Regions from separate parts of the Sus scrofa genome. Here regions 2, 3 and 4 are each linked to region 1. A link is a contact called in public Hi-C and promoter capture Hi-C data. All regions are on one chromosome and are shown on one strand. Each heading gives the region's core, a stretch centred on a gene start, on an enhancer-like site or on the middle of the called end of the contact. The rest is flanking DNA. Distances are from core to core; before and after follow the strand shown.

Region 1 (5,918 bases), core at 1,553-4,052:
ATCAGGCTGGCAGTACTCAAATGTTAAGGCTTGCTGTGGTCTAGCTGTCAATGAGACAGGATTAGGATTTGGTCCTTAGAATTTTTCAACCAATGCTCTTTCCATTACACCAAGCTGCTTCTCTGAGTTCAGCTGTTATTGATGGGAGAAACAATTAGGAAAAAAAAAAACTAGGAGTTTCCTGGTGGCTCAGTGGTTAAGGATCTGGTGTTGTCCTGGCTGTGACCCTGGTTACTGTTGTGGCGAGGATTTGACCCCTGGCCTGGGAACTTCTGCATGCTGAGGGCGTGGCCAAAAAAACCCCAAAACCCCAACCAAAAAAAAGTCTGCCTGAAAAGGAGTATTTTGACGTGAAATGGAAGCCCTATACCATTAAAAAGAGCTCTGGATGTGGAGACAAGACTGCTGGAGTTGTCCTGGCTCGGGAACCCACTAGCTATGGGACCTTGAGCAAGCTACTCATAGCTGTTCCTGGACTCAGTTTCCTCAATTACAAAATCAAGAGTTGGAGTGAGCAACAAATGAAACAACACAAGTGAAAGGACTTTGTAAACACTGTAATGGTGTACAAAGGTAAAGTATTATTATGATGATGTTGTGGTTCTAGCCTCAAATAAAATAATCATTAATATCTACATTCTTTACAAGGTTTCCCACAGCTCTCCCCACCCTGCTCCTTAGTTTCCCATCATCTCCTGTAGGGCAGGAAGTGTGGCCCCCAACAGGAAAGGGCTCAGAAAAGCTAGAGCTTCAGCCAGGAAATAACCATCTTGCCCCAACCTTCATTTCGCCAGATAAATGATGCAGCCAAATGGTGAGACACAAACAAGTGGGAACAGAGGTGTCTAGAATCTGTTTCAGCCTCAAGCCAAGGAGCAAAGTAGCCCTAAGGCCCTAAGGGCCTTAAGAGACATAGAGATTCAGTAATTACCAGATTAATTAAAATCAGTGAAGACAGCCAATTTAAATCAAAGCAGAATTGGTGGGGCCTGCATTATCAGGCCCAATAGAGGCAATTTCCTCCCCCCCTTAATAATGCATTTTAAGTTCATATGTTGATTAGCTTAAACAAATCTTTGTCCAACCTTCACTTTCCCTTGGTGCAACTTAGGCCAAATGCTTTTTAAGGTGTGTGTGTGTGTGTGTGTGTGTAGCTCATGACAGGGTGGGAGTGGTCAAGTAAAATAACCAATGAAGAAGTTCCCAAAGCAAAGTAAAATGGCAAGTGGTATGTCTACATTGTTGGCCATGGATTTTGAGGTTGGTGAGGACAAGCAAGAGGGATCAGAGACACTCGGACAATAGCAAAGCCACTTCAGCCTTAGTGGCTTGCCCTCCTCCGCAATACTCACACACATCCTTCAAACCAGGTGAGGGAGACATATCAGGCAAGTCTCAACTGCCACCTCTAAAGTCCTTCCAAAGGAGAGAAGACACCCTGTAGCTTAAAGATGGTACCTCTGGGCCTAGGACAAAGGAGGGGGGTGGGGAGGATGAGGAGGAAGACATTAATCCTGCAGGGCTTCCTTCTAGTTCAAATCACCCTCTGGCTTCCTTAGTATAGATAAATGTATAATAAATAATATCAATATATCTGCACATAAAGATTTTTTTTCAAATTCCTGCTATTCATTGCACATTCCATTTACAAAGCCCTGAACCCTCCAGGAACTGCTGGCCACCTCCCCTAGTACTCTCTAGGCTGAGGAGATGCCTTTGAAGTCCCCACCACGGACTCAGGGTTGGAGCTGCTAAGAAACACCCTTAGACTGAAAGCAAGTCTGCCGGCAGCTTCAGCTCCATCGCAAGCTGCTCTCTTCCTCCGAGTTAATGTAAAGTCATCAGAGTTCCAATGTGGACCGCAGGCTTCTCAGCCCTTCAGTCCTGGGGATAGCCTGGGATGTAAACACAAACGAGGATTTATTTCTTTGGCCAGGCAAGGAGTCGTTAGGGTAAAGGGTAGGGGTCAAGGGGTTCAGTCTGATGACTGAGGAGCCCCGGGAAAGCGGGCAGAAGCCCAGCCCTCTTCGAGCCAGGTTTTCGGCCCAAGTCGTGCAGGCTTCCCCCTTTACAGACCTTTCGTCCCCCTCCTCCTTCCTCCCTCGGGCCTCTCGCTCCTGCCCACCCCACCCCCCCGCGCGCCCCCGATGCCTCCACGCCCAGGCCGAGGGCTGCCCTTTGGAGGTCTGCCCGGTGTGTGTGTGGGGGGGTGTTGCAGCCCGGGAGGCTGCCACGAAGGGTGGGCCGCCCCGGAGACGCGAGGCGAGGCAGCGAGCCCCGGCATTTTCCCTTCCCCAGCACCTGTCCCACTTCGGCGCCGGGGCCGGGGCTGCACCCGCGGGCGGCCTCAGTGCCAGAGCGCCGGAGCCACGCACCGAGGTCGCCCGGGTTAGGGAAGTGGGGGACCGGGGGAGGGGCGGGGCGTCCGGCGGGGGCGCCCCCCCGCAAGCAAGACCCTACCCCCCAATACACTGAGGCTAAACCGAGAGAGAGAGAGAGACAGAGAGAGAGAGAGAGAGAGAGAGAGAGAGAGAGAGTCACATAAAGCTCGAGCGAAAACGTTCGCTCTCCGACCCCGTGCGGCGTTGCTCGCCCCCCCTCCTTCCTGGAGCCAGGGGCTGGCCGAAGAAGGTGGCTCCGTTCTTCCCCCGTGGCCAGTGCGGGGTCTGCGGCTGCCCGGCGAGGTTCCGGCTTCCCCGGGGCTGGCAGGGGGAGCCCCGAGAACTGCAGGCCCGCCCCCCCTTCCTCCTCCTCCTTCCCCTCCTCCCCCACGTGTCCTCCCGGAGCCCAGCGGCCTGATCCCAGCACCCCCCCCACCCACCCCGCCACCTCCCTCCTCCTCCCGCTTCGCCAGCTTCCCCGGCAGCGTGGAGAAGAGCAAAGTTGCGACAGGGGCCAAGGGGCTATGCCCAGGTGAAGGGGGCGCCGTGGGGGGGGGCGCGGCCCTGTGGCGGGGGCGGAGGGAAGATAAAGAAACTTGTTTTCCGCGGCCCCCACCCCGCGCGGGTTCGGGTCTTGCGTGGACCGAGCCCTCGTGGCGAGACGCGGCAACGCCGCCGGGACCGAGGCCGGCACCGGGATCCGGACCCGGACCGAACGCCTGAGTCGGCTCGGCGGGCGCAGGCAGCGGGCCAGGCCGGCACCCAGGCAAGGGCGGGGTGGGTGGCCGTACACCGGACCGAACCGGGGACTCCGGTGGCCTGGGCGCTGGCCGAACCCGGACCGGGCCGAGTTGGGTGGCGAAGTAGGACGTGGATTCGGGGGCGGGGCGCGGCGGGAGGGGGAAACCAGGCCCGGCCGGAGTGGCCTGGGCGTGGGGGCGGGGGGCGAGTTCGGGGCACTTGCTGGGCTCGGGACCGAGCGGTAGGGCGGGGCGGCGCTAGGGGCTGGGCCGGACCCGCGGGGAGAGGGCGAGGGGAGGGGGAGCCGGGGGTGGAGTAGGGGCGTGGAGTTGCGAGCGGGGTCTGGCCTCGGCCGGGGGCGAAGGTAGATCGGCGGGGCCGCCAGCGGAGGGAGGGAGGCCCGCGGCAGCGCGGCGGCGGCGAAGGCCAGCTTCCGCGGAGTTTGTGCCCGGGCTTCCCGGGCTCCGGCCGCCTCACGCGCACAAATGGGTCTAGGGGATTGACTGGTAAGCAACTACGAGTGTTAGACGGTGTTCGGCGGCGATTCCGGGAAAAGCGAGGAGAGACACTGTCTGCAATTATGCCGCACCCCCCCACCCACCTCTTTAGCATCTGGATTCTGCTCTCAGGGGGCCGCGGACCCTCCCTGCCACAACCCTTTCACTCTCCAGCACTCCCACCGACTCCCCCCACCTCCTCGGCCATCTGACTCTTCTAGGGGTGTGTGTTTGGGGGTGGACGACGGCGGGGGGGGTATACTTTTTCTCTCGCGGCGGCAGCCTAGTTCGTATCTTATTCCTACATGTAGCGTCGCTACGAGTCGCGTGGACATTGGGGTTTGGATAATCTACCCCCAACTAACTCCCCCCTCCAAGCGATTTGATGGCTTTTAAGGAAAGAGACGAATCCCTGGATTTCCACGCCTGGGATGAGGTTTAAGGATTGGGATTCATCCCCAGCTCACTTCAATTACCAACCCCTCTTTTCTTGTGAGCCATTTCCACGGGGATCCGAACTTGAAGGGGGGGAACGGGAGTATTAATGTTCTTCTCTATCTCTACACAGGGTCGGTGTGGCCAAGGACGGCTAGTCTCGGAGGGAAAGTAGCCACCAGTCCAACTCCGGTCACCCCCACTATTACTTCAGTGAGGGGGCAACGCCAAGAAGGGGATTTTGGTGGGTAAGGGCCCAGTATACGGGAGGGGGCTGGGTAGTCTCCCCCGATGGACTCCCTTTCTTGGCGGGGAGCGAGACGCGAGCCCCGGCTTCAAGGGAGGGGTTCCGGGGAGGGAGGTGGGGGGGTGGCGACGGGGGGGCGGGAAGAAGGGGGGAGTCACGCCCTGCCAGCAAGGGGAGCCTCCCTCAGGCCCCTGGGAGAAGGGGACTGAATGCGTCTGCTCTGTGCTGCGGGGCAGGAGAGATCTGGGATCTCTGGATTTGCACACTGGATCCAGCACCGGTGGCCTGAGAAAGTCAGGTCGGGGCATAAGGTGGAAAGCGTTGGAAGAAAGAGAAACCCCTGGCCGTGGGGCACTGATCTTTTCCCTTCCTCAACCTCCCCCTTCGTGGGGCGTACGGGGGGGGCGTGGGGTTCCTGCAGCCCCTCGGATTGAGCGCCTCCGCCTCTCCTGGGAGTCTAGCTTTTTGCCCGGCTTGCTGCAGCCACTGCTGCCTCCCTCTCCGGAATCCGCTCGGTCCTCGCAGCGATCCCCTCCTCCTCCCCTCCCCTCCCAGTGTCACCGGGGCTGCTTGGCTCTGCCCCCTTCGCCGCCGCTTGCTCCCTGCTTTCGTCCCTCCCTCTCTTGCTCGCTCCCTCCCTTCGCCTCCTCCTCCCCATTCCTCCCCCCCCCGCACAGGCGGCATTCTGGGAGCTGTAGTCCCGCGGAGCGGGGGCTGGCGCCGCCCGCGAACCCGATCGGACTCCACTTCCCGGCGAGCCCTGCGACCGGCACCCACTCCACCAGGCTTCGCTCGCACACACAGACACACACACACACCGCTCTCCCCCTCACTCTTTCGCTCGCCGCGGCTGCTGCCAGTGTGTGGCTCTGTCTCTCCTCCGCTTTGCTGAGCCCTCCCTTCTTCCTCTCAGTTCCTAGAGTCCGACCGCCGCCGCCGCCGAAAGAGAGGAGAAGGAGGTCGGTGGCGATAAGGGGCGGAGGGGGCATCAGATCGGGGTAGTATTAGGCGGGTGGTGGCTCCGAGGGGGTAAGAGGGAGTCCGGGTGGCGGCCTGAGCCTCCCCGCGGAGCCGACTCGGGAACAGGTGCGTCTTTTTTTTCTCTCCCCCAACCCCTCCACCCCTTTTGAGTCCCCGGCTTTCTCGTATCCCCCACCCGCTTCTTTCTACCTTCAGCCTTTCCCCAACCCTGTCCCTTCTTCGCCCCCCGGCCGCTCTGCTTGCCCCCCGGGGGCGCCGTCCTCTCCGTGTCCCCGGACGTAGCGCTCCCTGGAGCTCGCTCTGTCCTCGCCCCTCCCTTCGGGACAGCTCCCCTCCACTTCCCACCTTCGTACCCCATCCTTGCCCTACCCTACCCCCTCCTCACCCCTTCTCCCTTAGCCAGGTGAGACTTATTCGCCACCATCCGAGTCTTCTTCCCGGCTGGGCGGGGGTCTCCATGGAAACGGGGGTCGGGTTGATCCTGCGGGGGGGAACCATTGGAATTACCCCACTCCTCAGAAAGGGGGGTGGAGGCTACGTTCTTCTTAACTACCTGGCCCCAACCCCCTGGTCTGAGGATCCGACGACCCGAAGAGAGGCTGGCCAGCAGGGCAGGGCGAGAAAGGGCTTGTTTTT
Region 2 (5,918 bases), core at 1,559-4,058, 110 kb before region 1:
CACAATAGCCTAGAATCCAACTGGCCATGTCCCTAGAGGGCTGACCCACACAGACTTCAAACAGTGGCTCTAGTACCAGCTATTACATCACAGAAAAAATACCTCCCAGGCTGGTATCAGGCACACACAGAAGAGAGAGTTGTTTATGTTGAGCAATTTTGACTGAAAGAAAGAGCAACTCACATTTAATAAGCACATATGTGCCACACATGCAGCTAGACTGTGGCACAGCTGAGGCTGGAACCAATCTGCAGGTTCCCAATTCAGTTGGCTTTTCGATTTTAACAGCTAGCTAAGAGCCGAGCCCTAAGGAAATAGGACCCAGAATAACAGAATGGGTGAGTATTATGAGTATCATGGGCCACGAGAAGTGCCCCTAGACTCTAGGCTCAGGAGGGGTGGGGAAGAGGCAGGCACTAAGCATCTAAGGAGACCACTGATAAGGGGAGGTGAGTGATAAAGACAAACTCTTTTACTCCCCCAGTGTTCCAGGGGTGGCCCCAAATCAGTGCAGTAAAATTGGTATCAGAGGTCTTGGGCTTTTGAGGAAGCACATACTCTGTTATGAGCGCAAAGCGATGAATTCAGTTGGCACGATCTATAGGCACCGCTCAAGAGGCCCAGAGCCCATCCCAGGACTCCTGACAAACTCCCCAGAAAGACGGTTCTTTCCCTGGACCCAAGATTAACTATAATCAGGCCATGCTACTCAACAGAAACTCACTCGAAAGCGAAGAAGAGCGTACACGTCCCCAGGATGAGGAAGAGGGTCAAGTAGAAGATGCCCTTTTGCCGGGCCATCATGACTCGGCCATCACAGCAGAAGGTGTTCCTGCCTGGGAGTTTCTCCCATTTCCGTGTCACCTTCTTTCTCACCACCATCACAGACATGATTGGAATTCCTGGTCCAAAATGGGCTTTATGATTACAAGCGGGAAGAAACAGAAGTTGAGCCCAGCTTTGAAATCACGTTGCCTGCTATTGTTGCCGCCGGGTCAAACATCATCAAAAGTCCAATTTCCAGCCCTAAGAAAAAACACAAGAAGACAGAAAAAAATGAGGCAGGAACAAGAAAATGCAGTTCAATCTTCCTTCCCAGAGGCAGAAAGAGGAGCAACGCCTGAAGGGGTGTTGGGTGAAGAAATGGGGAAGTTTATTTCTAATCTGTTTTCGTCCCCTAGCAGAAGAAAAAGTTAAAGGCGCTCAAAAAGAGAAGGGGGCTAGTATATCTTCTTAAATATACTCCGTTACTTCCACTGTAATATTGATGATGTGATTCCCAGAGAACTTTGGAACTAGAAGGGATTTTTATAGGTGTTAGTCCGATTACTTTGTTTTGGAAATGAGTAAAGTCAAGACCAAAGAGGGGAAATTACTTATCTAGGGTCACAAGGCCACAAGGCTAAGCCAAGAAAACAAACAAGTCTGTTGACTTTCAGGCCAGGGCACTTTCCACTCTACCATATTGTTTTATAATCATCATGAAGAGGACTCTGAAAATAACAGTAAGAATCTCTATTCTTAAGGAACCATTCTCTCCGCTTCTCCACTTCTTCACTTTCTTTCTTCAATTAGCCGGTCAAATATGAATCACACCAGCGAACAAGTCATCCTCTGGCAGAGCTAGGAGGTTTTGGACATTCTGTACACAAACCCAGGTTGTATTTACTCAAAACAGATTTCCCCTAATCAAACCCTCCTAACTTCCTGAGTCTGGGAAATGAACCAATCTTGCTGGTCTAGCCTAACATTTGTGGGACTCTTAATGAAACCACATCACAAACCTGTAGGTGAAAGGCTGCCTGAAGCAGGAGAGGTTCTGATAGGGCTGGAGGGCGGGGGAGGGATAGCAGCAGTTAAGAAAAGTCATAAGGGTGCTTTCTGGGACATTTCGGAAGTACCATCTCCACTTAGCATCCTGAATCCCCAGACCTTTCTCTGCCAAGGCCACCCTTCTCTCAGGTGTGGTGCTGTGGCCTCTATTTACTGATACCACATGCCCAGTGCTGGCAAGAATGAGGTGGAAGCCTGCAGCCCGACTGACTGATGAGAAACAACCAACTTGAAATCATTCCCGGGCTGGAGAGGGCAAGGGTCCAAAGAGAACCTAGGAGCTGAGCAGGGAAAGGAGAGGGTGGAAGGCTTGGGAAAAGGGAGGGGGCACCAGAGGTGCAGTTAACACTTCCTTTGTGTAAAACTAACCTGGAAAACAATCTCCTCCTAATAAACCAGCCCAGCGGGAGCAGAGAGACCAGGAAGGAGGAGAGCTGGGCCTGGCAGAACAAAGATCAAAATCCGTCGAGAACCAGGGACCGGCCCAGCGGCCCGAGATCCGAGGCCAGAGTTCGAGGCGGACCGGCGGCGGGCGCGGCCTCGGGAGGCCCGCCCTGCCTCGGCCACGCCGCCGACCACCGCCCCGGGCAGGTTGGGACGCGCGCCACCTCCGCACGCTCGTATACACTCACACACGCCCCGCCACGTGTAGTCACCCTCAGCCGCGGGCTCGGCAGGCGCGGAGCCCGAGAAGGGCAGGGCCAGGTCCGCGCGTCCCGGTGCAGCGGAGGGGGCGGCAGCCCACCACGCGGCCGAGCTCCGGAGACCCCCACCCCCACTCCTTGTTACCTGAACCCCGGAGAGCGAACTCAGCGGGGAAACGAGGCCAGGAAGTGCACTATCCCAGGGGACCGCGTCGGCCGCCCGAGGTGGCAGCGACTACTCCCCAGCCCGAAGGCTGCCTCCTCCTGACAAGGGGCCCCAATGGTCCGGGCCCTAAACCAGCTGTGGCAACCGCCCACCGCTGGCCGAATGGAACGCTCCTCACGTCACCAGGTCGTTCCAGTAGTTGCTCGCCCTCCATTGGCTGATCGGCCTCGGCGCCTCCGCCCCTGCCACCCCAGCTCCGAACTACCATTGGCTGACCCAAACGCCACTCGACGATGCCTCCGCCCCACTCCCCCACCCATCTCCCGGCTTCGTGCCCACCTGCCAAGCCACTGGCAGCCTCCCTCTGGCGTCTGAGCGGCAGTGTGTGGAGTGTCGCTTTCTAATAATATAGTTCCGCAGAGACTGGGGTGAAGGTTAGTGCCGATGGGACCAGGAGAGACCGGGGGCCAGCCTCCCCCCACACGCATGGTGAGACGCTGAAGCAACACGGGCTCGCAGATCCGGGTGCTCACCCCAAACTAGGTCCGCCCTGGGCCTCTCCAGCCCTATTTGCATGAAATCAACCGCGACTCGGAATTTTACTCCTTACCGGCGTAAAAACGAGCCCTCTGCCTCCCAAGTCCCATTCATTAATTAGGGACCCCACCTCTTGTTCTAGTCACCCTGGCCTGCAACTCTAAGGCTTTCGGAACAAAACAAACGAAAAAGGAACGTGAAGGGGATAACTGTGCCCAAGAACGTCAAATCTCTTTGCAGTATCGTAAACAAAAAAAATTGACAGTGACGGGGTTAGAGAAACTCTACTGACAGGAAGTACATTCATCCAGGTAGATAATGAAGTAGCTTGCCAAAGAGCTTGTAAATTACTACTAGCTTTGAAGAGCTTGTGATAATGGGGCGGGGGAGCGGGTATCTAAGGCAGAATCTCCACCCACCAACCACATTCATTCTTTCCTTCAATAACCTGCCCCCGCAGTTATTGCCACAGTGAGCCGCTGCTACTGATCTGAGTGCGCCTCATCCTTTAGACGGTCAAGGTTGGAGTGGGGAAAACAATGGAGAACCACCGAACCAATATTACACAGCAGACTTTAAAAGATACAAGGTGGGGAGTTCCCGTTGTGGCTCAGTGGTTAACAAACCCGACTAGTATCCATGAGGACGCGGGTTTGATCCCTGGCCTTGCTCAGTGGGTTAAGGATCCCAAGTTGCCCTGAGCTGTGGTGTAGGTCGCAGACGGGCTCGGATCCTGCGTTGCTGTGGCTGTGGCATAGGCCGGCAGCTACAGCTCCGATGAGACCCCCTAGCTTGGGAACCTCCATATGCTGCCGGTGCGACCCTAAAAAGATAAAAATAAAAGACACAAGGTCTGTTTCCACTAGTATGGCTCTTGGTTTCCAAATATAAGAGGAAATATGAGAAAGGGCTGAAGGTGGCCTTTCCTTACCTGTCACACTGTTGGAGAGAATGTCCAGTTGTCAGCTATTTTCCTGAGTTTGAATAAAGTTGCTCTAGGGCGAAGGCATTTGCAATTAATAAAAAAAGAGGGGGGGGGAGACTGTCAAAGCAGTTTTTTGTGTTAGGTGAAGGACCAGGTACATGGTCAAGAGCTATTCCTCCTTTTACAGGATTTGGGTCCCACAGTGATATGAAGCAAAATGCTACCTAATGATAATTACATTTGATACTTTCATGGCACCCTTCAATCAAAAATTTTAAAGGATTAAAAAAAATCACTAGGTAATTCTCTCATGAGAGAGATGTGTTCTAATTAATTTGTAGGGGAAAGCATGTCTTTATAAAGCTTCTGTTGTTCCTCAGTACTCATGCTAACTATCATCATCGGTTTAGTCTTTATAAACCATATGATCAGTATCATTGCCTCCAATTCTCCCCTTTGAATCCAGGAGGGTGCTGGGATTGCACACACTTGGTATGGAAGGGAGAGGAACATCCCTCAGCCCCATCAGGCCCCTGAATTCCCAAGCCTGTGTACACCAAATGCCCTTAGGAATGAATGGCACAGTCACCCCAACTGCCATCCTCCTGACTGGGGAGCAGACAAAAATAAACCTCTGCAACACCCAAACATACTTTATTCACATCTCAGGCACAGGTGAAGTCCAGGGAGTCCTGGAATCGATGTGTCACAGCAACACATTCCTGAGATCTGCCCCTCCCTGCTCCAGGTCACATTTCCTCTGGGATTAAGTGGCTGTGTAGGTCAGGCCTGTTGTTTTTTCAATCTCTTATTATTGGTGCTCACCTCTAAAAGAAAAATAAAGAAAATTGATATAGACCCACATTCTATACCAAGTCCTTCTATGTCATTCCATCATTTTATATAATTCTGAAAGTCTGGATATACACACCCGACTACATTGACTATAAACTAAGATTGTTTCTTGTTTTTCTTTTCTTTTTTTCTGTTCTCTTTTCCACAAACCTCTAGACTTTATGCATTCAAATTAGTGTTGGCTCCTTTGAAGGGAAAGGTACGGTCACATGGTGAGCACTTGAAACACCACGGAATAAAGGTATAGGCTTCCATTGTGTGGCCACACACTTTCTGGTGTGCTTGTTTAAAAATACCTGTCTTCCTATTTATGGTTCCTGTGTGAGTGTGGGTTTGTGGTGTGTAGGTGTAAAGTGCTGTTTGAACAAACTCCGATCCTGAGTGCCACCACTGGGTTGCAGCTTGCCTGTAAGCGTTGCTCCAGACATCTATCCTGTAGACACCCAGAGACCCATCTGGTACTGTATCCAAGAACACACCCTAAAACTTAGTTCCCATCCTGCATTCAAGCACTCACTCTCTCTTTCTCTCTCTCTCTCTTTTTTTTTTTTTTTTTGGCTGCACCCACAGCATGTGGAAGTTTCGGGGCCAGGGATCAAACTCGCACCTCAGCATCGACCCAAGCTGCTGCAGAGATAGTGCCTGATCCTTAACCAGCTGTGCCACAGTGGGAGCTCCCAGGCTCTTGAAGGCCCTTTTTTAAAATTTTTATTTACTTTTATTTTTTTAATTATTAAAAATAATTTTTTTAGAGCCACACCTGAGGCATATGAAAGTTCCCAGGCTAGGGGTCGAATTGGAACTGCACCCGCTGGCTTACACCACAGCCACAGCAATGCCAGATCCTTAAGCCAATGAGCAGAGCCAGAGCTCGAACCCGCATCCTCATGAATACTAGTCAGGTTCGTCACCAAGGAGCCACAACAGGAACTTCAGCCCCTTTTTTTCTATTTACTTT
Region 3 (5,918 bases), core at 1,804-4,303, 110 kb after region 1:
CCTGCACTGGTGTGAATTATAGATTCGAGCCTGGTTCCTAACTGTGTTTATAGATCTAGGTGACCCAGCCACCCTCTCTGGTCCCTCCCACATCCCCCACCCGAGAAGCTGCACAGTCCTGGAAGACAAGGCGGTAGCTTCTTCCCCTCTGGATTTTCCTCACTGCCCCTTGGCTGATGCCTGGCACTGGGACTGGTTTTCAGCAACTGTTTGCTGAGCTGAATCTGAGTTTCAGGTCCTGCATGAGACAGCATCACAAAGCCAGCTTGTGCTCATTGTGTGCCATGCACTGTTCTAATGAGCAACTTATGTGTATTGATGTATTTATTTGTTCCTTAGCAAAACCTTCTGAGGTGGGTCTCATTTGACAGATGAGGAAACTGAGGCATACAATTGACTGGGATCACACAGTAAATAACAGAGTTGGGATTTAGACCCAGACAGTCTGGCTCTAGGGATTGGAGGGAAAATGAAGAAGTTGAGGGGTAAGGGGTGGGGTTGGCAGGGACCAAGGCCAGGCTCTGGCGCAGGGATTACCCTGGGAAAGCAATCCCCTCAGCCTGCGTCTGGCTGGGCCTCTCAGGGGGGCCCTGAATTTTGCAGGCTGGGAACATTTTGGACATCCTGTCAGGCCCATCAATGACAGACCACAGCACCCTCACTTTTAGATCCCAGTATAGGACAGAGGAGACAGAAGCTGCTGTCCCACCACTTAGCACAAGGCAGGGGGAGGGCGGCTTTCAGGCCTCCAGCTTGTCCAGGGGTGGGCGCCAGTTCCTGAGCAACCACCGAGCAAACAGTGCAGCAGTGGGAGGAATGCCAGACATAGTTGCAAACAAGCCACTCCTTCGGCTCACAGCTAGAGGCTGGGTGAGGGTGGCAACGTGGAGCCTGCTCAACGCCCCCCTACCCCACCCCACACACATCCCAGGCTTTGAACCCACTCCCAGAGACAACCACTTGCGAGGCAGTCTCTTCCCCACATTGGCCAGGATAGTTAAGTCCTAAACTGTTCCTGCTGTGGGTCCACTGAATTAATGGTCGAGAAAGCCCCTTATAACTGGTAAAAACCCTACGTAACAATCTGCCAGGAGGAATTTGCATTCTTGCCCTGCAAAGGTGATCCTGGGCATTTTCAGTGCCAAAGTGCCCTGTCTCCCCACAGGGAAGAGCTAGATCTGATCCCTTCGCCACCCCACCCCCCCACACAAGGCTGACACTCAGGCCAGGGGTTAGCTCGCAGGGGGTGAGTCCCTGATGGGCGTGCCCACCAGCTGTTGGGGCCAAGCAGTGGTGGCTCAGGCCCTGGGGTGGTGATCTCACTTCCGCTGCTACCTCCCCACCTCCCCAGCACTCCTCCCATATGAGGCCCCACCAGGCCAAAATCGAGAAGTCCAAGGTTAACTGTTCCTCCCCACTTTAAGAGCTAATTAAAATGATTAGCCACAACGAACTGTCAAACATTAACCAGAAGAAGCTGCAGGACCAGACAGGCTTCTATCTCGGGCAGAGGGATGAGGGGCAGGAATCAAACGGCCATCAAATCCCATGGCTGGGGTGTGGTGGGGGTGGTGGCGGGGGGTAGCCAGGGACAACCTGGCCAAGGCGCGGAGCCAAGGGGTCAGGAGGCGACTCTGGTCAGGAAGGCTGCATCCCGAGGGAAGGGCGGCAGAGTGAGGGTGCGATGGAGGGACCAGAAATTCAGAAAGCCGCCGCCTCAGCGGTCTCCAAAGGCAAGGCGCTGACGGTCGGGGACCGGCGCTGCGCGGCTGCTGCGTCCCCGAGCCGGCGGCAGAGGAGGGAACAGAGAGGCGGGAGAAGCCGGGAGAGCGGGAACGCGGGAGCGGGAAGGCTGGCGGCCGGCTCACACGGAAACTCTGGCCGCTGCCAAGAGGTCTCTATTTTGGCAATCCAATTATCCAAGTCATAGGTGTGTGTGTGTGTGTGTGTGTGTGTGTGTGTGTGTGTGTGTGTGTGTGTGTGTGTGTGTGTGTGTAGAGGCAGAGAGGGAAAGGGAAAGAGAGAGAGAGAGAGAAAGAGAGAGAGAGTGTGTGTGTGTGTTACCCTAAGGCGTCTGGTCCCAGAAGCCCTAGAGGCCGCCAGATCAATCTAGCAGCCCCGCCGCAGTGAGGCCCGACCTCCCGCCCTCGGGCCCCGAGCTTTGGGGGCCGGCTGTCACGATCGGCCCGGTCACGGACCCCGGGCTGCTCCGGGAGCGCGCAGACCGGCCCCCACCCTGACACGGGAAATCGATTCCGCTTCAAACCCGGGATCAGGAGTCCGGGTTCCCCACTGAACACGCGGTGGGGCGAGGCAAGGGCGGGACGCGACACGCCGCCGCTCTCCCACCCTTTCCTGGGCCCCCAACCCCTACGCCCCGGGGCGGCCCCGGCGTCCCCGATCCCGCCCTCAGGCAAACTTTCCGAGGTCCCCGAAGGCTCGGAGAACTGGCGCCATCGACGTACCTGAGGCCGAGAGGGCTCGGTCGTCAGGCCGGGGTCTAGCTCCCCGCTCCAAGGGCCGGGACGCCGATCCTCAGCCCCGCCAGCCCGCCTTCTCCCCTCAGAAGCCGGGCCCGGCGAGTGGAGCCGGGACCTCGGCGCCGGCGAAAGGAGAAGTGGAAGTTGAGCGCGGCGCCCGGTCGGTCCCCGCGGCCGCCGGGGCCACCGTCCCCCTCCCTCCTTCCCTCCCTCCTCTCCTCCCTGCCCGCCTGCCCCCGCGGCCCCGCGCCCGTGACTCACCTCGGCGCCGGGGCAGGCTGGTCCGGGCGGGCGAGGCGCAGGGCTCTCCCACACGTCGCGCCGCCAATGGCAAGTTGGAGGGCGAGATGCAAATACCAGGTGAGACGGCGGCGCCCCTGATAAAACGACTCCGGGGGGCGGGGTGGAGTGCGAGGGGAGCCGGGTGGACGCCGGGGAGGGCCAGGCCGGGGGAGGGGGCGGCGGGGGCGCCCGGGGAGGGGGCGCGAGCCAGCGGAGACCTGCACTCAGACAACCGAGCGAAAGGGGAAATTGCACTAGAGACACACACGTCCCCGCAGGCGGCGGCTGGGGCGGGCGCGAAGGAGGCAGGGCGGGAGGGAGGGAAGAGCCTGAGGGAGGGACCGACGGGAGGGACCGCGGGCGGGCGGGGTGGGGGAGGGCGCGAGGGAGGGACGAGGCGTCTTGGTGGAAACAGCGCCCCTCCACCCCCGGCCCGCCGCGGTCGCCAGCACGGCAGGGGGAGCCGTGCCAGGGGCCCGCGCGGCCTCTCCTTCCCCTCCCGGCTCGCTCGCCCCCGGGGGACCACGAGAACCCGGCTCCCGCAGAGCCCCACGGCGCGCGCCCAGCGTCCCTCACGCGGCGCTTCCCGGGGACCCCCGCAGCTCCCGGCGGGGAGCCCCCACACAATGCCTCGCGGAGAAAGCCACTCCATTCCCGGGGTGGGGGGACGGGGGCGGGGGGGGCTCCGGGTGGCTGTGTCCGGCCCCCTCGGCCTGTGGGCTCCACTCGCTTGACGCCTTTGGCCCTGCGCTCCAGATTATTATTGAGCGCCTGCTGTGTGGCGGACCTGGCGTGAGGGCGGGCCAAGCGGGTGGGTGAGGCCGGGAGATGCCCAGAGGATACAATTCGGGATGGTACGCCAGACACCGCGGGATCCCAGGCCAATGCATCGTGCACTGGGCGTGACTAGAGAGTTTGGGGGATTTCTTAGGGAAGTGGAGCCTAGGGCTCCCAGTGGGCGAGGCCAGGAGGATATGAATGGGGGGGAGGGTTGGGGGGAGAGGGGCCGGTGCAGCAGGTGCAAAGGTGGCCAGAGTTGGGGTGCTGGGAAAAAAGCTCGTGTCCCTCTTCTGTCCAAAGCCAGGCTGCTCTGCTTAAGGCACCCACTTGAACCCCAGTCTCCCATTCTACCTCCCCCTTACCCTCTCCTCTGACCTGCCCCAGCAGCCCTACCAGCTACCCCAACCTGATCCCACAGCCAGGAGGTTCTAAGCGGGGGGAGTTGGCTGGGAATTGTCACTTCTTATGGCTCTACATGGTCTGGGGGAGGGGCCCAGCCAGGCCTCAGGCCGGCATCTCCTTGGCAGAAAGCAGCAAAGCGGAAAGGGCCCCAGGGGAGGAGGCCCTGTGAGAGGTGGGGGTGGTCCGAGGGCCTGAGGTTCAGGGATCTGCTCAGCCACCAGCATCTGTCTGCTTCCCCAGCCGCAGGAAAGGATAGTCCCTGGCACAGCACAGGGGAACAGGGCTGGTGGTGGATGATGGTGGGGAAGACAGCTGCAGAGTTTCCAGGGAAAGACCCAGGGGCTGGACTGGGGCACCGGGGCACCTTGAGACCTCTTGTCTACCTAAACCTAAGTCCCTGAATAAAGAGCCAAGAGCAATATTTCACTTGTAAGCAGGCACACTTTCCCCAGGGAATTCCAGGTTCTGGAGACAAACAATTTTCTGTTGTCCTCTTGCCAGTGAAGCCCCCTTCTCAAATTGTGGTAGGTTCCAGCCATCCTTAAGCCCCCTTTACTTTGATCCACACACACACACACACACACACACACACACCCCACTCCCATTTTGATGAGGGTTCTGTGGTCTCTAACATTCCAGGGTTCCTATTCCAGCAGCACCATTTACCGGCTGTATGTCTTTGGGCATGTTCCTTAAACTCTCCAGAGCCTCATTTTCCTCACTATTTATTTATTTATTGCTTTTTAGGGCTGCACCTCAGGAGCATGGAGGTTCCCAGGCCAGGGGTCGAACTGGAGCTACGGCTGCCGGCCTATGCCACAGCTCATGGCAACGCCGGATTCCCGACCCTCTGAGCGAGGCCAGGGATTGATCCTGCATCCTCCTGGATACTAGTCGGATTCCTTTCCACTGCACCACAACGGCAATTCCTCATTTTCCTTACTTTTAAATCGAGGATAATATGAATCTATTTCCCAAGGCTGTGGTGAGGCTTAAAAGATATAGCCTGTGTCTATGGCAGAGCCTGGTACTTAATAAGCCCTCAATAAATGTTAGCTGCTTTCAGCATCATCTCTTCTCACCTCATCTTTTCTCAACCCAGCTCTCAGGAGAAAGTCTGGCAGGGCTGGAAGCTTCTGAGGACTAATGGTGGTGCCTCCTATGAGTGTTTGTGGTTTAAACTAAGGTTGAAGCCTCAAGGCATGGAAGTGCCAGAGCTCTGAGAGGCCTTCCTCTTGGGAAGGGCAGGGAGAGAGGACAGCACAGTGGCGACCAATGCACGGTGGCAGGCCTTAATACCTGCTAGTGACCTGGAGCCCAAGGCTTGTGGGAATCCCATAAGTTCCCACCTGCTGCAGCTGCTCAGAACTAACCACAGCCCCAGGATCTGGGAGTTGCAGCCAAAGCAAACCCCACCCCCTTGATGAAAATCTGGTGCCGACTTCGCCCTAGGGAGCCATAGGCCACCTGAATGACCTTCCTGCCTCTATGGCGCCAGGTCAGCTGGGCTGCCCTTCCCGCTGCCCTTGCTGCTCCCCAGCCCTCCCCTACCTGGATCCCCGCTCTTGCTCTTACCCGCTGGGTGAGTCCCAGCCAGGTGGGGCTGCCGGCTGAGATCACCACTCCTGATGACAGCCGCGGTGTCTCTGCCAATGGCTCCCTGACTTGGCAGGAATTCCCCTTCTCGAGTTGCCTGTGGATGCCCAGGCTGTGCCATCCAGCGTGCGTGGTCAGCTTCTCTCCTTCCAGCCCTGCTCTCCCCACCTCTCCAAGCCCAACTCGGTCCTCTCTGGCCTCAGATGTGGGGTCCTTCCGGGAGCAGAGGGGCCTCCTGAGCGTGTGGAGCCTGCACAGGACCACCTCCCCGCTTCTGCGCTCAACTTGCCTTTCCGCCTTGGCTGCTTCCTCAGCCCCTCTGCCCCCTCTTTTAAGCAGTGCCTCATACCCTATGTTCTGCAAATCACCTCAGGTTCT
Region 4 (5,918 bases), core at 2,513-5,012, 69 kb before region 1:
CAACTAGGAACCATGAGGTTGCGGGTTCGGTCCCTGCCCTTGCTCAGTGGGTTAACGATCCGGCGTTGCCGTGAGCTGTGGTGTAGTTTGCAGACGCGGCTCGGATCCTGCGTTGCTGTGGCTCTGGCGTAGGCCAGTGGCTACAGCTCCAATTCGACCCCTAGCCTGGGAACCTCCATATGCCGTGGGAGCGGCCCAAGAAATAGCAACAACAACAACAACAAAAGACAAAAGACAAAAAAAAAAATAAAACAAAATAAAATAAAATTTAGATTAGGGAGTTCCCTGGTGGCCTAGGGGTTAAGGATCCAGCATTGTCATTGCTGTGGCTGTGTATTCGATCCCTGGCCTGAGAACTTCCGCATGTTGCAGTGTGGCCAAAAACAATTTTTTTTTAAGATTATGTCACTCTTCTAAGTAACCCCTTTATTTGTGGCCCATTTTATGTAGAGTAACATCCAAATTCTACCATGGCCTAGAAGGCCTTTCAAGACCTGAACCCTGCCCACCTCTTCATCTGCTGTTATATTTACCTTCTTATTCACCTCCATTCAGCCACACTGGCCTTTCGGTTGCTAGAATATAACAAGTTCTTCCCAACCCAGGGGGTCTGGATATACATAGTTTCCTTTGCCCAAAACACTCAGCCCCAATTTTCCCCAGCTCCTTCTTGTACTTTAGGTTTCAGCTGTTCCATAATCCTACATAGAGGGAAATGGGGCAGCAATCTGGCTAGAGCCAGGAAGGGGTAGGACCTAAGGGACTTGTCTCAAAGCTGCATTTGCATAGCAAACACACTGTCTTTACTTAGATTAAGTATAAATCAATAAAAAAGTCAATGTTTTCTTAAAATGCTTTTATTCATACTTTATATAAGATTAAGAGAGCATCATCTGCCCATAAAAATATAATTTGGATTGCCTTGGGGAAAGCGGGAAGCAATTCCAACAGGTTGAAGAGGCAGATGGATGAAAGAGGCTTTTTTATTTTACCTTAAAAGTGATGAGGGTCAGAGTCCCTGTTGTGGCTCAGCGGTAACAAACCCAACTAGTATCCATGAGGACACAGGTTTGATCCCTGGCCTTGCTCAGTGGGTTAAGGATCCGGCATTGCCGTGAGTTGTGGTGTAGGTCGCAGACGTGGTTGGGGTCCCCTGTTGCTGTGGCGTAGACAGGCAGCTGTGGCTCCAATTGGACCCATAGCGTGGGACTTCCATGTACCGAAGGTGCAGACTGAAAAACACACAAAAAAAGTGATGAGGGTCTATTTGCATGGTTAAAGTGTGGGCATGACTGGGAGATGACTTGGAGTTCGCCTGTGGCCTTGAGGTTAAGGATTGGCAGTTGTCACTGCTGTGACATGGGTTCGATTCCTGGCCCGGGAACTGCTGTACACCAAGGACAAGGCTAAAAATAAATAAGCATTAGCATGACATGACTTATGTTTCTGGATGAAGAGAAAGTAAAGACTGAAAACCCTGTAAAAAATTATTAGAGCTGCAGTTCCCACCGTGGTGCAGTGTCTTCCGAGCACTGGGGGGTTTGATCCCTGGGCTGGCACAGTGGGTTAAGGATCTGGCCTTGCTAGGTCGAGATCTGATCCGTGGCCCAGAACTCCATATGCTGGGGATGACCAAAAATAAATAAGTAGATGAAAAATAATTAGAGCTAACACTTATTGAGCATTTTAATGTAGGACAGGTATTATTCTAAGGGCTTGCCATTTATTCTAGTATATATAGTGAGTGCATATTAATTTATTTAGTTCTCACAGCTATCCAATGTATTATTATAATTCCCATTTTAAAGATAAGGAAACAAAAGCACAGAGAGGTTAAGTGACTAACTCAAGAATAACAAAGCTCGTAAGCAGCAGAGATAAGATTCAAATCCAGAGTCCAGTTCAAAACCCATGCTCTTCGTCCACATGTTGTAATGTTCCCCTTTTATAGAAAACATGACAGCAACACATTCATGGGCTTGAAATTGCAAGGGTCTGATGCAAGGGCAATAATGATAGAAAGGCCGAGAGATTGGTGAGAGAGATTTAGTAAGTAGAACTGACAACGTGAGGGGACCACTGTAAAGCATAAGGGAGAGAGGAATCTAAGATGACTCGGGCTCTTTTTTAAATTTTATGGCAGCATCTGGGTGGAAGTTCCAGGCCAGGGATTGACTCTGAGTGAACTACACCACAGCTGTGGTAACAACAGATACTTTAACCCCACTGTGCCGGACAGAGAATGGAACCCACACCTCCACAGCGACTGGAGCCGCTGCAGTCAGATTCTTAACTCCCTGTGCCACAGCCAGAACTCCCTAACTCAGACTTCTGATTTAATTAACCGGATAGTTGATGGTGCCAGTCTTAGAGATGAGAAATACAGAACTCTGGTAGGGAAGATAGAAATCATTGAACACTTCACGGGTGACCTGCCTGTGGGATAAAAAGGATTGCCAGAAGGCAATCAGAGATAACTAGTCTGAGCTAAGAACGTGGGTTTTTGGAGTTCTCATACAAGTGTTAAAGGCTTAGGAAGAGCATGTGAGATAAACAAACCTCACTGAGTGCAGAACCTAGGGAACATCATTTAGGAAGTACAGAGAAAGTATCCAGCAAAGAAGAGAAGATGGTTACAAAGCTAAGACACCAGGAGAGTGGTGTCATAAAAGCCCAGGATGGAGTTTCCACCACGATAAAATTGTCTTTAATCCCACTAGAAAGTAGACTCTATAAAGTCATGGAACATGTCTGTTTTGTTCACCAATGTATCCCCAGTGCCAGGAGGCCTGGCACATAGTAGAAGGTCAAAAACATTCCCTGAATATGGCTAGGAAAACCAACCAACAGTATTGAATACCACAGAGTTCTGGGCAGACAAGGACAGAGAAGTGTTTTATTTAGGAGCCTCAGGTATCACTGACGATCTTGTCCAGAGCAGGTTCTGTGGAATGGTGGGGGGGAGAAAAGCAAAATGGGAGTGGCTTCGATGAATAAATGCCAAGCCTGTTTTCTTGTATTACTTTTCTACATTAAAAAAATTTTTATTTTCATTTATTTATTTATTTATTTTTGGCCACGCCCAGGCACCAATGGCATATGGAAGTTCCTGGGGCCAGGGATCAACCTGCAGGAATCGACCAGAAGCCGCTGCAGAGACGAGGGATCCTTAATCCGCTGCGCCACAGCCAAAATGCCCCATAATTTTTTTTAATTAAAGAAAAAATTCTTTTTAATTAAAGAAAAATTCTTAAAAGTTGATGGGAGATAAGGAAGTTGCGGCCACTGACACAGCCCATTCTTGGATGAAACTTTGTTACACAGGGAAGTAGGAACTCAGAGCTGCAATTACAAGGGGGCTCGAGGTGAAAGGGGATTTTTCCTTAAGAGAGGAAACTTGCTTTGTCCACCGTCGGATCGCCAGGGCCTAGTACAAAGCTGGCCATTTCCTGGGCGGTCAACCAAGCCTAGAGCTGGCCAGCGGCAGGCTCACAGGGCGCTGTCGATCACGGACGGACGCTAGAGCCTTTCCTTTTGGATCAGGTAGGGACAGGAAGGCTCAACCCAGTTCCTGACAGCGCAGCACCTTCGCACACCTGCGCCGCGTGGAAACCCGGGGCGAGGAGGATCGACTCTGGCACGCCCGCGAGTCGAGGGGTGGGTGGGGAAAGCAAGGCTCCGCCCGCTAAACAAGCTTTTATCTCCTGCCTCCAGGTTCCCCGCAAGCCCCTCCCGAAGTGGCTCCAGTTTCTCGCACGCCTCAGGGGCGGGCCGGAAGTGACGCACCTTGTCGCGCGTGATTGGCGGAAGCAGAAATTGCTTTGCGGCCGGCACGGAAATTGCTTTCCTTTCGGCTTCCGCTCCTGGCCCATGTGAGAGACAGGCTGCCGAGATGAGCGCGAGCCAGGCTGCGAAGAGGTGAGGGGTAGCAGACGGGAGGGGTGGGTCTGGGTCTCGTTGGAAGCCGGGTTCCCCGGCTTTTGAGAAATGGAGTCCTCCTTTTAACTGGCGACAGTTGTTCTCCTCCCAAGACCTCGCCATTCGTTACTATTTCCGTGATCCATCCTTTAGAGCTCTTTTAATTTAATTTAATTCGCCCCCTCTGCTCCTTAGCTTTTTAGTGTCATCCCGGTTGGTCCTGACGAGGCCTCTCCCTCTCCAGCTAAGTTAACATGTTGCACTTTCCTCGAGGAGTCACGTGACTCCTTTTTTCTGTAGCTGCTAGAGAGCGAAACCCTCCGCGCAGGCAGTGCCTGCATTATAAACTCCCTTTTTCTTGGAAACCTTTGCTAACTGTAGTCATCCACGACATTTTCTGTGATCGTTTATGCCTCCCCCAGGGGAAGTAAATACAATCTGTGCAGTAATGGTTACCTTGCGAAGATTGACATATACTGTTAGGTAATGGTAGACTATAATTTGTTTCTGGGTACCAGTCTCCCTAGTTAAGCACCTACTTTGTCAAACAGGCTCCAGGGAAAATGGTATACTCAGCTGCTTCCTTCCCATTTCCCGTTTCCCTATCCCAGAGAACAAGTGATCAAGATGTCACTTTTGAGTAAGCTGCAGCTATACAGATGTCTTCAGTGTGGAGGATGCTTATAAATATTAATGGTGGAATTGCCTTGCCTAGCAACAACGTCTTCTGCCACCTTAGGGTCTGACATTTTTACACCCCTCACCCCCAGAGGTCGGTGGGAAATGCGGTGGCAGTCAATCACCGAAGAGTGTTAGATCTTTTTCATTTGCATGCAGTTCTATATGGGTGCTACTAACCACTGCTCACCTCTTTCAGGTGATGCCTGCCTTCCGTGGTCTAAATTTATTGTCTTGACTAATTTCCAAAAATGCTCACACGGCTGGATTTGCACCTCTTCCAGGGGATAATCTGTTTTGTACTGAGAACTGAAGTTATGTTTTAGAGATTATTTCAATATAAGAAAAGTTATTTCAAGTGACACTATTTCCCTTTCGTCTCCTTTAGCAGCCTTCTGGCTTTAAGCCAACAGGAAGAACTAGAGGATTTGCCAAAAGACTACTCCTTGAGTACCAGTGAAGATGAGGTGGGTGACACTGGCTGCACTGCCTTCTCCAGTTTCCCTTCTGCCTCAAAATTAGGGTAAACTGAGGTTCCTGGAAAGGAAAGGGGTGGCAACATTGTTCATACTTGTTCAAATCTCACAAACAAATTACAGTTACAACTACCCAAAAGTAGAGCAGTTCCTACAAAACCTCACATAAGCCAGAATGGCATAAAGCAAAGAAGCAACTACCTGAGGACACATCTTGCCAATGGGTGGACAAAATAAATTAAGATAAAGCATGGATCCTCATAGAAACAGTTCTTTGGCAGTTTGATGCTGAGAGGCTGAGTGTAATTTCCTGGGAAAGAGCTTGGTGGTGCCACTTGGGATGTGTGCTGCCTCTATAACAACTTGCTGCAAAACAAATGCTGGATTCTATGTAAAAGAAACACTAAATACAAGTATCCTCTGCTCTTTGAAAATTTGCTTTACACCACTTTGGCCTCTCTTTTTTTCTTTCCTTTGGTAAAAGAAAAAATCCTCTTCAGATTTCGTTCAGTTAGCAGAGTTCCTGTCGTAGCTCAGTGGTTAACGAATCTGACTAAGAACCATGAGGTTTCGGGTTCCATCCCTAGCCTTGCTCAGTGGGTTAGGGATCCGGCGTTGCCATGAGCTGTGGTGTAGATGGCAGATGCGGCTCGAATCCCGAGTTGCTGTGGCTCTGGTGTAGGCCGGTGGCTACAGCTCCAATTAGACCCCTAGCCTGAACCTCCATATGCCGTGGGTGCGGCCCAAGAAAATACCAAAAAAAAAAAAAAAAAAAAAAAGACAGATTTCGTTCAGTTAGCAAGAGCAGGTACTAATGTAGGTCTTTTGTGAAAAGCAAAGTGGTGT

The links. Promoter capture Hi-C pulls out the DNA fragments that hold promoters and counts their contacts. A called contact is a pair of places that touch in the nucleus more often than the background predicts.
Region 2: a contact with region 1 is called in a Hi-C map of skeletal muscle, with 6 times the contacts expected there. The contact joins the promoter of ZDHHC9 here to the promoter of BCORL1 in region 1. A contact is called at or near these places in 1 of 5 promoter capture datasets (fetal liver) and 5 of 47 Hi-C or Micro-C datasets (embryonic fibroblasts, heart right ventricle, liver and 1 more).
Region 3: a contact with region 1 is called in a Hi-C map of skeletal muscle, with 5 times the contacts expected there. The contact joins the promoter of ELF4 here to the promoter of BCORL1 in region 1. A contact is called at or near these places in 4 of 47 Hi-C or Micro-C datasets (embryonic fibroblasts, epiblast stem cells and skeletal muscle) and 1 of 2 datasets of contacts at active chromatin or transcription factors (skeletal muscle).
Region 4: a contact with region 1 is called in a promoter capture Hi-C map of fetal liver, with 2.1 times the contacts expected there. The contact joins the promoter of UTP14A here to the promoter of BCORL1 in region 1. A contact is called at or near these places in 1 of 5 promoter capture datasets (fetal liver), 5 of 47 Hi-C or Micro-C datasets (fetal liver, heart right ventricle, liver and 2 more) and 1 of 2 datasets of contacts at active chromatin or transcription factors (alveolar macrophages).

What each region holds. Positions count from the first base shown.
Region 1 is chrX:106,544,952-106,550,869 of Sscrofa11.1, forward strand. It overlaps BCORL1 (BCL-6 corepressor-like protein 1), which reads left to right and starts at 2,803. Exons shown (of 14, transcript XM_021080547.1): 1 at 2,803-2,913; 2 at 4,188-4,298.
Region 2 is chrX:106,433,269-106,439,186 of Sscrofa11.1, forward strand. It overlaps ZDHHC9 (palmitoyltransferase ZDHHC9), which reads right to left and starts at 2,809. Exons shown (of 11, transcript XM_003135365.5): 1 at 2,623-2,809; 2 at 2,203-2,273; 3 at 725-1,026. The coding sequence starts at 891.
Region 3 is chrX:106,658,287-106,664,204 of Sscrofa11.1, forward strand. It overlaps ELF4 (ETS-related transcription factor Elf-4), which reads right to left and starts at 3,054. Exons shown (of 9, transcript XM_003135369.4): 1 at 2,742-3,054. LOC106507037 (a long non-coding RNA gene) reads left to right here and starts at 2,731. Exons shown (of 4, transcript XR_002340829.1): 1 at 2,731-2,840.
Region 4 is chrX:106,475,266-106,481,183 of Sscrofa11.1, forward strand. It overlaps UTP14A (U3 small nucleolar RNA-associated protein 14 homolog A), which reads left to right and starts at 3,763. Exons shown (of 15, transcript XM_003135366.4): 1 at 3,763-3,918; 2 at 4,985-5,063. The coding sequence starts at 3,893.